Regions from separate parts of the Mus musculus genome. Here region 2 is linked to region 1. A link is a contact called in public HiChIP or PLAC-seq data. All regions are on one chromosome and are shown on one strand. The core of a region is the stretch at or near the end of the contact, and the rest is flanking DNA. Distances in the headings are between cores, read along the strand shown. Region 1 overlaps Nid1 (nidogen 1). Region 2 overlaps B3galnt2 (UDP-GalNAc:betaGlcNAc beta 1,3-galactosaminyltransferase, polypeptide 2).

Region 1 (6,190 bases), core at 1,645-4,144:
TTTTTTTTAATATTTTTTATTATTACGTATTTTCCTCAATTACATTTAGAATTCTATCCCAAAAGTCCCCCATACCCTCCCTACCCACCCATTCCCATTTTTGGCCCTGGCATTCCCCTGTACTGGGGCGTATAAGGTTTGCAAGTCCAATGGGCCTCTCTTTCCAGTGATGGCCAACTAGGCCATCTTTTGATACATATGCAGCTAGAGTCAAGAGCTCCGGGGTACTGGTTAGTTCATAATGTTGTACCTACAGGGTTGCAGATCTCTTTAGCTCCTTGGATACTTTCTCTAGCTCCTCCATTGGGGGCGCTGTGCTCGGGCCACTTAGCTCTCCTCTCTCCCATATCAGAGCTAAAAATGCTAAGCAAACTGGCATTGAGCTCAGGTGTGACAAACTGCTCAGCTACACATCTTGACATTTTGTACACACCCTGTAATTGCTTTGGGGTTGAAATATTTGTTGGATTTTGCTACTTAATTTTTTTTTTTAATGTAGGCATGCATTTTTATACAGGTACCTCATGCCTATAATCCTAACACTGGGGAGACTGGGGCAGGGGATGGCTGTACGTTTGAATTCCAGGCCAGCTAGGGCTACTGAATGAGAGAGACCCTGACTCCAATAACCAGGGGGGAGAAAGGCCAGCGTAGAGTCTGGCAGAAGCGCTTTATTTGCCTTTCTTAACTTGGCTTCCTTTGTTGTTTCTGTAATGTTCTTGGAATGCATTTCCCCCCCCCCCCCCGCCCCCATTAACCTGCAAGGGGTCATAGGATCCCCAGTGTAATGACACAGTGGAAGTGCAGAGTTACTTCATGTCAGATATGTCCTGATTGGTCAGTGATCTCATTTAGCAGCTTTCCTCAGAGAATAGATAACGTCCAGGAATATGAACATGTGTCTGGGAGGAGGGGATGGAGGCCATACTTCTGATCAGTCACAACCTAGAAAAATAAATATGATATATCATGTGAGGCTAATGGGGTGGAGTTTGGTGGCAAACTCAATCTCCTGTGCCAGAAGAGAAAGGAAAAACCTGCAAAGAATGTAATTCTGTGTCAGACTTCAGCAAGGCAAGGTGACCTTAATTTGACCTTTTACTTACTTCTTCCTTCAGTTTTTTTTTCTTATTTTGTAGTATAATTCTCATGCCTGTGTGTGTGCTTGTGTGTGTCTGTGTGTGCATGTGTATGTGTGCCTGTGTGTGTATGCCTCTGTGTGTGTGCCTGTGTGTGTGTGGCTGTGTGTGCATGGCTGTGTGTATGCCTCTGTGTGTGTGTAGTGTTTGTATGTGCACACATGTGGATGCCAGTGGTCCACATTAGGTGTTTTCCTCTCTTGCTCTCCACTTACTCTTTTGAGATGGGTCTCTCACTGAACCTCAAGCTTACCAGCTGGTGAAGCTGATCAGCCAGCCCCAAGGGTCCTCTCGTCTTTCCTCTCCATCCTAGTGCTGAACTTACAAGGGTACATTGCCACACCAGGCTCTTTATATGCTGGGGTCCTTATGCTTATGTAGTGCTGGGACTCTTAATGTCTGTGATGCACATTTGTGGGTGTGGTTTTTATTCTGTCTGTTATCAGTCATGTGGGAGAGACGAGAGGTGTTAGGATCCCGAGGCCCCTGGTGCACAGTGGTGGGTACCTAGCATTCTGCCCATTAGTAGCCACATGCAACAGAGGCAGGGGCATTGGGATATCCAGGCTTATGGCACACAATCACAAGTATTTCCCACAGCAATGCCACCTCTTTGCTTTCCTAATGAACAGACACATTCCCCTCTTTGGAAGGTAGGGGAAAGCTATCTTCACCTTGTTCCTTTGTTTCTGGCCCAGGCTCTCCACAACGGGTCAATGGCAAGGTGAAGGGAAGGATCTTCGTGGGGAGCAGCCAGGTCCCCGTGGTGTTTGAGAACACTGACCTGCACTCCTATGTGGTGATGAACCACGGGCGCTCTTACACAGCCATCAGCACCATCCCTGAAACCGTCGGCTACTCTCTGCTCCCCCTGGCACCCATTGGAGGCATCATCGGATGGATGTTTGCAGTGGAGCAGGATGGGTTCAAGAATGGGTTTAGCATCACTGGTAATTGACATTCCCAATTAGAATAAATGGGCTACATAGTCATGGGAGAGATCTGAGAATGAATGGGTTTGGAGCTCTGTCTGCAGACACCTGGAAGCATTTCATTTGTGGACAGGGGCCCTCTAGTTCTTCCTCAGAAATAAGGACCAGGAGAAATTCATGTATAGCATATTCATTAAAGGAGACCATATAGAATTATATTTTGGTGGAGGAATGGTTTCTTGATGGGGATTTAGAAGCCCCCATGTTTGGTGCTGAGGAGGAAACATAGCTGCTGAAGTGCTTGTCTTGCAAGCATAAGGACCTGTATCCATTTCCTGGAAGCCACGGAGAGAGCCAGGTATGATGGCATGTACTGATGATACCAGCCTTAGGAAAGCAGAGACAGGAAAAATCTCCAAGGCTGACCTCTGGCTGCCACACATACCCATACACATAGGTATAGCCCCACACCCACAACCATGCACACGTCCCTTCACCCCTATGTCCAAAATGCAGTCATGCACACAAACCTGAGCATACAGATACACCCTCACACATACAAACTTGCAGAGACCTGCACACAAACATAGAAAGGCCTCCAAGGTTGAACAAGAGTTACCAACTCCTGCATCTCATCCATCTGAAAGGGGCCTAACCTCTTCATATCTCCAGGGAAAAGAGCCTGCCACTTCTAGCTGGTAAATCTAACTTGATCAACACCATCCTCTTGAGTACCAGGAACCTTTGGAGGCTCTCCGAGGCCATGCCCTGTAAGGGAAGGCTGAGTCTTTTGTGAATGTGTGGGCGGATCACTGAGGGGATCTCAACTTGAGGTTACAGTGTCTTCTTCCTGTTCTTCCAAGGTCAACTCCAAGTAGATGCTGGGTGGAGCCCAGGGTGGAGGAGTCTTTGCCTTAGGGTTTCTATTGCTATGGTGAAATACCATGACCAAAAGCAAGCTAAGTGACCAAAGCAGCTTGGGGGAGGAAAGGGTTAATTTAGCTTACATTTCCACAGCACCATGGAAGTCAGGACTGAAACTCAAACAGGGCAGGAACCCAGAGGCAGAAGCTGATATGGAGTCCATTGGAGAGGTCCTGCTCACTGGCTTGCTCTCCGTGGGTTGCTCAGCCTACCTTTTTATAGAACTCAGGACCACTTGCCCAGGGGTGGCACCATCCACAATGGGCTGTCTCCTCCCACATTAATCATTAGTTAAGAAAATACCATACAGGCTTGTCTATAGCCCGATTTTATGGAGGCATTTTCTCAACTAAGGCTCCTTCCTCTCCAGTGACTAGCTTTTGTCAAGCTGGATAAAACTCATCAGCATTCCCAGGACCTTCACCCATTGTCCTGGGCTGGGCACACTAGCCCTGCCTCCTCCTCCTCCTCACTAGATTTGCCTTCTCCCTCTGCTCTTCCTTCCCGAAAGCACTCCCATCATGTCACAAGTATCCACGTGTCCCTTCCCACATCCCTTTAGCTCTTTTCTTCCCTCCTCATGCTCTCCTTTCTACTTCCATGTGTTCTATAAATACGTATTTAAATACATAATGATGAACATGTGAATTTAAATCTAGATTATGGAGAGATACCACACAACATTTGTAGCTCTAAGTCTAGCTCAGTTAACAAGCCAGGTCACAATGAGTTGTTCGCTTGCCTCTCCCTTCAAGAACCTAGGGCCAGCAGGAGGGTGTACTTGCCCGATGGGAGGGTGACAGGCCTGTTTTACTTTCCAGGGGGCGAGTTTACCCGGCAAGCTGAGGTGACCTTCCTGGGGCACCCAGGCAAGCTGGTCCTGAAGCAGCAGTTCAGCGGTATTGATGAACATGGACACCTGACCATCAGCACGGAGCTGGAGGGCCGCGTGCCGCAGATCCCCTATGGAGCCTCGGTGCACATTGAGCCCTACACCGAACTGTACCACTACTCCAGCTCAGGTAAGTCCCAGACCTGGAGTCCCAGGGCAGGCGGCTGCCAGGCTGCCTGTGCCCACCCACTGTGATGACCTTGAGTTCCTGGGGCAGTCTCCTGGGATCTGTAAAGGGAAACACAGAAGGCTATTCTTTATTTTAATCCCTTTCTCCCTAAGCACTGCAGAAGACACGCTTGAAGAGAATTGAATATAAAAAAAGAAAACAAGGTGTATTGGGACACATCAGCCATTCCTGCCCTTGGGAAGCTGACCTAGGCCAGCCTGAGCTACATAGCAAAAACCAAAACACCCAGAAACTGGAGTAGGAACTATCTCAGTTGGCGAGGGCTTGCTTACATACATTGAATGTTTGAAGCCCTGAGTTCCGTCCCTGGCACTACATAAGCAGGTCGGGTGTCATATGCCCGTAGTTCCAGCACTTGGGAAGGGGAGCCAGGAAGATTAGAAATTCATGATCATCCTCAGGTACACAGTGAGTTTAAGGCTAGCCTGGGCTACATGAGACCATGTCTTAAAAAAGGAAACAAAATGACATAAAAGAACTCCACAAAATAAGCCTGAATACAAAGATTTAAATATATTTTTGCAATTTTCCCCTAGAGTCTACCATCTATATTAATATTATATGTCGCCACTATTATATAATTCAAGATTTTATTATAATGTATTTATTTGTAGTCTTTACACTTATTTTCCTTCTGGCGTCTGTTTGGAGCTGAAAAGAGTGCAAGAGCTTCTATCTGCTACTTACTCAGCTTGGCTAGTTCCTAGCACTCGCTACCTGAATTATAGCGCGCGCGCGCGCGCACACACACACACACACACACACACACACACACACACAGACAGACACACAGACACACACACACACACACACACATGTACATACGTACACACGTACACTTATGCACATACACACTTCCTTCTCCCTAACTGTCCTCATAGGTCATTGCTTAAGTGCTTCAAGCACCTCTGTCCTAAGAAAAAGAACATTTTCTTACACAGTCCCATCAAAATTATTTAGAAAGTCAGGATTATCTTTAAAACTCTGTAGCCCAAACTTGTCTCCAACTGAAAGTCAACCTCCTGCCTCTGTCTCCCACATGCTGGGATTAGGTTTGAGCCAGCACATCTGGCTTCTGGTATTTAGCATAGGAACCTCAGTATGTAATCTTTGGCCTGTCATTTCCGCTTAAGTCAATTGTACTTCATTATCACATCCGATCATGAATGTTTACTGGTTACGTTAAGTGGCTTTGAAGGACTCTGTCCCTGTCCTCTCGGTGGTCTTCCTATTCTCAGAAGTATAAATTACACTAGTTCCCCACCCACATCCCCACTGAGTTGAAATGACCTTTTGCATGGTGAATGTTGGCCACATTTCCATCTGTTGTTTGTTTGTTTGTTTGTTTATGCTGCTAGGGCCTGAACTGACTCCCCAGGCAAACACTGCAATGCTGAGCTACATCCCAAGATCTTAGTCAAATTTCTGTCTCTTGCAGTATTGGGGATGGAGCCCTGGGCCTTGCATACATACTAGACAAATGCCCCACCACCGAGCTACACCCTCAGCCCCTCTTTTTTTTTTTTAAATAAAGTTTTAGTTTTTTATTTTTTAATTAGTATTGGATGAAAAGGAGAAGAAGGATAGGAAGGGACATGACTGCCCCTAGGTGTGGTGGAAGAGAAGTTTATTTTATAGAGGGAAAGCACAGTCTGAGGCAGAGATGTCTGACAGAATCCAGAGTGGATTCAGTGCCACGTGAGGAGAGGGAGGGGGGAGGGGAGATGGGGGAGAGGAAAACCAGGCGCAGCAACCAGGAGGCCCACAGCTACAAAGAGAGGAGGTAACATAAATGGTTGGATTATACAGGGAAGAGCAGCTGGGGAAGGACAGCCCAGCCCCTGGGCTGAAGAGTTCAGAAAAGGGGGGGGGGGGGTATGCCAGCTTGGAGGACCCAGTAACAGGACTGTAGAAACTAAGGGATGTAGGGAGAACCTGGCTAGTGTCTGCTTTGATATGCTAAATAGGTACCTGAGCCATTTGCCCCGGATTGAATTTTTTTTAACTTTTTTTTTTTTTTATAATTAGGTATTTTCTTCATTTACATGTCCAGTGTTATCCCAAAAGTCCCCCATACCCTCCCCCGCCCACTCCCCTACCCACCCACTTCCAC
Region 2 (5,757 bases), core at 259-2,758, 490 kb after region 1:
ACTGTGTTTCCCTCATATTATAACATTTTAATTTTTCATTGTATTTGCTCACACTTATCCTCACCATCTCATCCTTCCTATGATGAGTCCCCCCCTCTAAGGAGTCTACCCTTCTGTTTTCAAAACACACACACAAAGTCTGTCTTCAGCTGTGGGAAATACATATGATACCGTCTTTCCCATTCCCTATCCCCTTTCCCCCTACCTCCGGTACACTACACGAGCTCCTGCTTCAGAGCCTTTGCTCTTGCTTTGACCGCTCTTTCACTACATGTCTCCATGGTAGCATTCCTTCAAGTCTCTGGTAGATTCTTCTCTAGCTGACAGTCTGGGATTAGATAGCACTCCACTTCTCCATCCCTGGCTTCCCTGCTTGACTTTATTATTAGATGTATCACCAGCTGGCATGTGTAGTACATCTATAAGTCACTCATCATTCCCCTAGGAGGTGGGCTCTTTGATTTTATCTCCTGGTAGATTCCCCAGGATCTCTAACCTAACTTGGCCAAGAATAAAATAGATATTTAACAACAATTGAGTGAATGCCTTGGAACTAAAAATAATGAGTATAATTTATACCAGAAATTCATTTGCCTTTGAAGCAGTTACTTAAATGAAATAAACTTGTGGTTTGTTTTCTGAAAATAATGGATAATCTATATAAAAACAGATTCAAGACCAAAAGTAACTTTCTAGGGCATAGTAGTTATATGAATTTAGTAAGGTTATTAAGATAAATAAAGAAGACGAGTATCATTTAGTTAGCATATTCATGTAAAAACAGTGCATTCTGTGGTTATGGAATTCTTTGGTATCTTGTGTTTTAACAAAGGAGTCAAACATGTTATTTATATTATGAGGACTGTGTTTGATTTCAAACCTCTGTAATAGGCTGTAGTTTATCACTTTAATGTATCCTAAGCAGGTAGTGCACTGTGTGTGCTAGAACACAAAGGTGCAACTGGAGTCTAGGGGACTTGAAGTTTAGTACATATAGGTAGGTTGATAGTACAGTATAGGGTACAATGGAGATATATGTAAAATAGCCTGGAATAGCCTGGAGAGCTGGTTCAGCAGTTAAGAATACTTGCTGCTCTTCCAGAGAAACCTGAGGTCTGATTTCCCACACCTTCATCTGGTGCCTTGCAACCTCCTGGAATTCCAGCTCCAAGAAATCAACTCCCTTTTCTAGCCTTTGCGGGCACACTCATAGGCAGTGCAGGCAGGCAGACAGAAGATGATAAAATCAGTCTTTTTAAATAACCCGGAGTGCTTGAGAACATCAGTCACATGTAACCTGGGGTTCTGGGAGGTGAGTGCTGGAGCAGAGGCAAAGCCTAGGAAGGCAGAAAACAAGAGGACACAATAAAAGTGGGGAAAGGAAAGGAGGAAAGGCCTGTGTCTGTGAGAGGTCAGCAGTCTCCTGCATAGCTCATGGCAAGCAGGTGTGTAGGAGCAGACTTGTTCAGACAAGAACTCTGAGGGGTGTGACTACTTCGTAGTGACTCATCAGAATCTGTAGAGGGAACAGGAGGTGTCTGACTTGAGAGTTGTGAAATCCTCAGGCAATGTGCTAAGTATGACGAGAAGAAAAAAAAAGCTCAGCTGAGGGTGCTTGAGCTCAGGCACCCTCAGGCTATGGTGTACTCTGTAAATGTTTATTGAATGGCTCCCTGAAAAAAAAGTGTATTCTTATGTACCTAGGTTTATCACAATTTTATTGACATAAAGACTTATAGCACATAATTGATAGTTAATAACATGTAGTACTCTGTAAAATTAGTAAATTCTATTTGGTCAGTTAATTTTCATAAAATGCTTCTATTTTTCCAGAACATTAAATTTGTAATAAATTTATGGGTGTAATCACCAAAGCCATATAGCTCTGAAGTAAATATTTTAGGTTAAAGAATAAGACTTAAGTCTGAAGAGGGAGCTCTACTTGCTCTGCTAGAGAACCCAGGATCAGTTCTAAGCGCCCTCATGGCAGTTCACAACTGTCTTGTAATTCCAGTCCCAGGGGACCCACTACCTTCTTTTGACTTCATGGGAACTACATTGCATGTGGCACCCAGATGTTCATGCAGGCAAAATACCCATACACATAAAAATAATGTTCAAATTTTTTTCTGCTAAGATATGTCAGTATTTATTCTTAGTCAGTGAAGTCAGTGACTTCTTTGTTGGATCATCTAATAGTTTTTGGACATTGAAAACCTATTCAGCCGGATGTGGTGGCACACGCCTTTAATCCCAGCACTTGGGAGGCAGAGGCAGAGGCAGGTAGAGAAAAAGAAAACCTATTCCTATTTTTTTAGTACTGTTCAGAAAGTAAAGGCTGGAAATGTATTACATGTAGGCTTAATCTGCACTAATAACATTTTCTCATAGTCTAGAGAAACAGTGATACAAGAAATCGAGTCCTTATTGTTTATCAATTTCTGTGGTTTAGATATTTTCACAAAGGCCAACTACTATGATGTAATTTCAAGCAACTAATGTGAAGTAATTGGGCACAGAATTGTAAAGAGATACAGCATGACTATTCCATCCAGTAGATAAAAGTATAAATAACCTTAGTAAGAAACCCAGGAAGTGGAGAACTTAGTGTTTCCTTGTTTTAAATATATTTAGTTGTTTCTGTAAATTAATAAAGACTGTACTTAACCATTTACAAAATTTGTTGAAAATTTGACAACTGGTTCTCTTAAGCTAGCACTTTAGAACTCAGCTCCTTGTGGGTAATCTAGATGACAATGCCAAAAAACTTGAGGATTGAGTACTTGGAAGTTGTGTTGACACTAGATGTTCAAGTTTAAGAATCATTCTTGGACCAGTTATAGCCTTAGGGATAAATAAGTGTTGCCAGAGGATAGAGAGAAGAATGAGTAGACCAAAGAGAGATGAAGGCAATAGGTAACCTGAGTAACAGATCACAAGGCAACCAGTGACACAAGGTTTGAGAACGGTACAGACCGCCTCCTACAGAAACATTAATCTAGTGAGGGAAAAGGAAAATTCTAAATGCAGCTTCTGAGAAGTTGATATTACCGTGATCTGCTGTTAGCTAACATGAGCATTTGCTGGTAGCCAAGCCAAGCATTTACACCTGCTTTAGTATACAGAAGAGAGCTCATATAATGCCACTCAGTAGTTAGCAGCCCTTGGGTTTCATGCCCTCTCCTTTTGTTAGGCCAGAAAAATAAAGTTATAAATCAGCCTTCATAAATGCTAGGGCCTCAAAGGTCTGAAATGAGCGTGAGGTCTATTAATGACTTTAATGCCAACCCATCTTTCAGTGTGCTTGTGAAGTTCATAATAGGTGCCCGTGGCTGTGAAGTGCCTGTGGAAGACAGGGAGGATCCTTACTCCTGCCGACTGCTCAACATCACCAATCCAGGTGCGTTGTCCTCTAGGCTGCTATTCTTAAATTCGTTGTCAAGTAAAAGGTACTAAATTTTATGGGAGAGTCTATTTTTAATCAACAAAATATTTGTCATCAAAATTTATGTTCCAGCCTTTCTGACAGACTTATTAGACTTATTAGGGCATCTCTGAGATTATTTACTGACACAGATTTTCAGGGTTGTTCTTCAGGAAGACAGTGCATCTGAAAAATTAGATTACTCGCTGTATTATTAGTCAGGGTTCTCTAAAGTCACAGCATTCATGGATAGTCGCTATAGTAAGGGAATTTGTTATGATGACTTACCATCTGTAGTTCAGCTCCCCCCATGGTCATCTGTGAATGGGAAGTCCAAGAATCTAGTAGTTGCTCAGTCCCACAGGCTAGTTGTTTCAGCTGGCCTTCTGTAGAAGTAGCTTCCAGCAGATGTGCTGGCAAGTCAATGCAAGCGGGTGAAGAAGAGTGACTCTTGCTTCTTCCAATGTCCTTATGTAGGTCTCCAGCAGAAGGTGTGACCCAGATTAAAGGTGTGTGCCACCATGCCTGGATCTGGTGCTTGTTTTTCCCAGGCTGACCTTGAACTCAGAGATCCCTTTGCCTTAGTTTCCTGGGATTAAAGGTGTGTACTCGCTTGCTTGAGCCTAAACTTTTCATAGCCACAAGATCTCCTTGCCAAGATCCAGGTCAGAAACTTGTATGTCCCAGCCTCAAATTCTGGATCACAGGTGAACCCTCCAATTCTGGATTGTAGTTCATTCCACGTATAGTCAAGTTGACAACCAGGAATAGCCATTACACTCAGAGATTGCTCAAGTTTGAACTTTTGGAAAAGTGGTGATTTTACCAGTTAATTTAAAATAGCCATAATATGCATATTGTGAGTTGACATTGATTTTTGAATTATTGCTAAAAGCCAGGAATCCCAGCAGTAAGGAACCTGAAATGGGAAGATCACTTCTGCATTAATTAATTAACTTATTTATTAAAAAGTTAAAAGTCATGAAGTATTGAGTAAGCTTCTGCAAAAGAAACAGGTTTGAAATGTTAAAAAATACTTTATTGCCAGTCAGTGGTGTCTCACACCTTTAATCCTAGCACTTGGGAGGCAGAGGTAGGTGGATCTTTGTGAGTTTGAGGACAGCCAGGGCTACACAGAGAAACCCTGTTTCAAAAAAAACAAACAAAAAATTATATTCCTTAGAATTAAGTTTGTGGAATGTGGGTGAGGATGCATAGGCTGATGCTAATGAGGTCACTCTGTTGGCAGGAGGCTGTTATCACTGAATTAGCATTCCTGTTACGTTCAGCTGCAGTTCTAAAGGAGGTTTTCCAAATCTCTGTTCAGTGTACTGAGCCTGGAGTCTGGTATTTTAAAGTTTGTCAGGCCTTCATGGTTATGTATATCTCCCTTTTGATAATATGCAGATGCGGGCTGTGAATCTGGCTCTAAAGCCAGCTCTGCCACATTCTATTAAAAAAAAAAAAAGTACCTCTCCCGTGGGGACTTGTAGGTCCTGGGACTCCATAGATACTTATTAAAGAACCTGACTTTTTCATAGGTTATATTCCAGCTCACTTTTTAAATACATTGAGCATATATTCTAGTCTATATTATAAGGCAGAGGATTATAGACAGAATTCTACATGTACATGTGTTCTTCTGAGGACAGGTTCCATTCACTTTCTGTAGAGAGCAAAAGGATCATAAACCTCATCACATGTTGTGTTGTTGCTAATGCAGTAGCTTACGGAAAGTTAAAGAGCTGAAAACTAAATCAAAGTTAAACCACTACATAGAGAAACCTAAACAGGGCTGGAGGTATGGCCTACTGGCTGGGCCTGCCTACCAGTGTGCAGGCTGCTCCCACCCCCAGCACTTGCTATCTGGACTTTACCATCCCAAGTGCTATCACTAAGAGAGGGGTGGATGGTCCATTAATAGAAAATGCTCACCATTTAATACATAAGCAGTTTTTAAACTGCACTGTTTAATGTAAGCATATCTGACCTCCTGAGCATTTGGGGTATCTCAGTATCTAAAGGTCATGATGAGCATTAATCATGTTGCCACATGTCTAGAAGTTTTGATTAATAGCTGCTATCAAAGCAATAAGATTTGCTGCTACATGCAGCTTGAGCTTAAGGTACTTTTTTTTTAAAGGTAAATAGAGTTTAGGAATAACTTGGCTTGCTGTTTTTTTGTTTTGTTTTGTTTTTTGGGTTTGTTTTTTGTTTTTTGTTTTTTTTTGGTTTTTCGAGACAGGGTTTCTCTGTATATCCCTGGCTGTCCTGGAACTCACTTTGTAGACCAGGCTAGCCTGGAACTCAGAAATCCGCCTGCCTCTGCCTCC

Evidence for each region. HiChIP or PLAC-seq counts read pairs in DNA pulled down with a chosen protein or histone mark.
Region 2: a contact with region 1 is called in an H3K27ac HiChIP or PLAC-seq map of embryonic stem cells, with 4 times the contacts expected there. The contact joins two enhancer-like sites. A contact is called at or near these places in 2 of 115 datasets of contacts at active chromatin or transcription factors (bone marrow-derived macrophages and embryonic stem cells).

Annotation. Positions count from the first base shown.
Region 1 is chr13:13,474,322-13,480,511 of GRCm38.p6, forward strand. It overlaps Nid1 (nidogen 1), which reads left to right. Exons shown (of 20, transcript NM_010917.2): 6 at 1,838-2,089; 7 at 3,817-4,017. Among named protein-coding and RNA genes, the nearest start is that of Nid1, 40 kb to the left of the region's middle. Within about 2 kb of position 2,895, at least 5 of the 459 cell types and tissues checked have an H3K27ac peak or open chromatin away from gene starts, as enhancers often do. A contact at or near this core is called in embryonic stem cells, where this site is marked.
Region 2 is chr13:13,967,468-13,973,224 of GRCm38.p6, forward strand. B3galnt2 (UDP-GalNAc:betaGlcNAc beta 1,3-galactosaminyltransferase, polypeptide 2) reads left to right here. Exons shown (of 12, transcript NM_178640.3): 3 at 3,300-3,400. Among named protein-coding and RNA genes, the nearest start is that of B3galnt2, 16 kb to the left of the region's middle. Within about 2 kb of position 1,509, at least 159 of the 459 cell types and tissues checked have an H3K27ac peak or open chromatin away from gene starts, as enhancers often do. A contact at or near this core is called in embryonic stem cells, where this site is marked.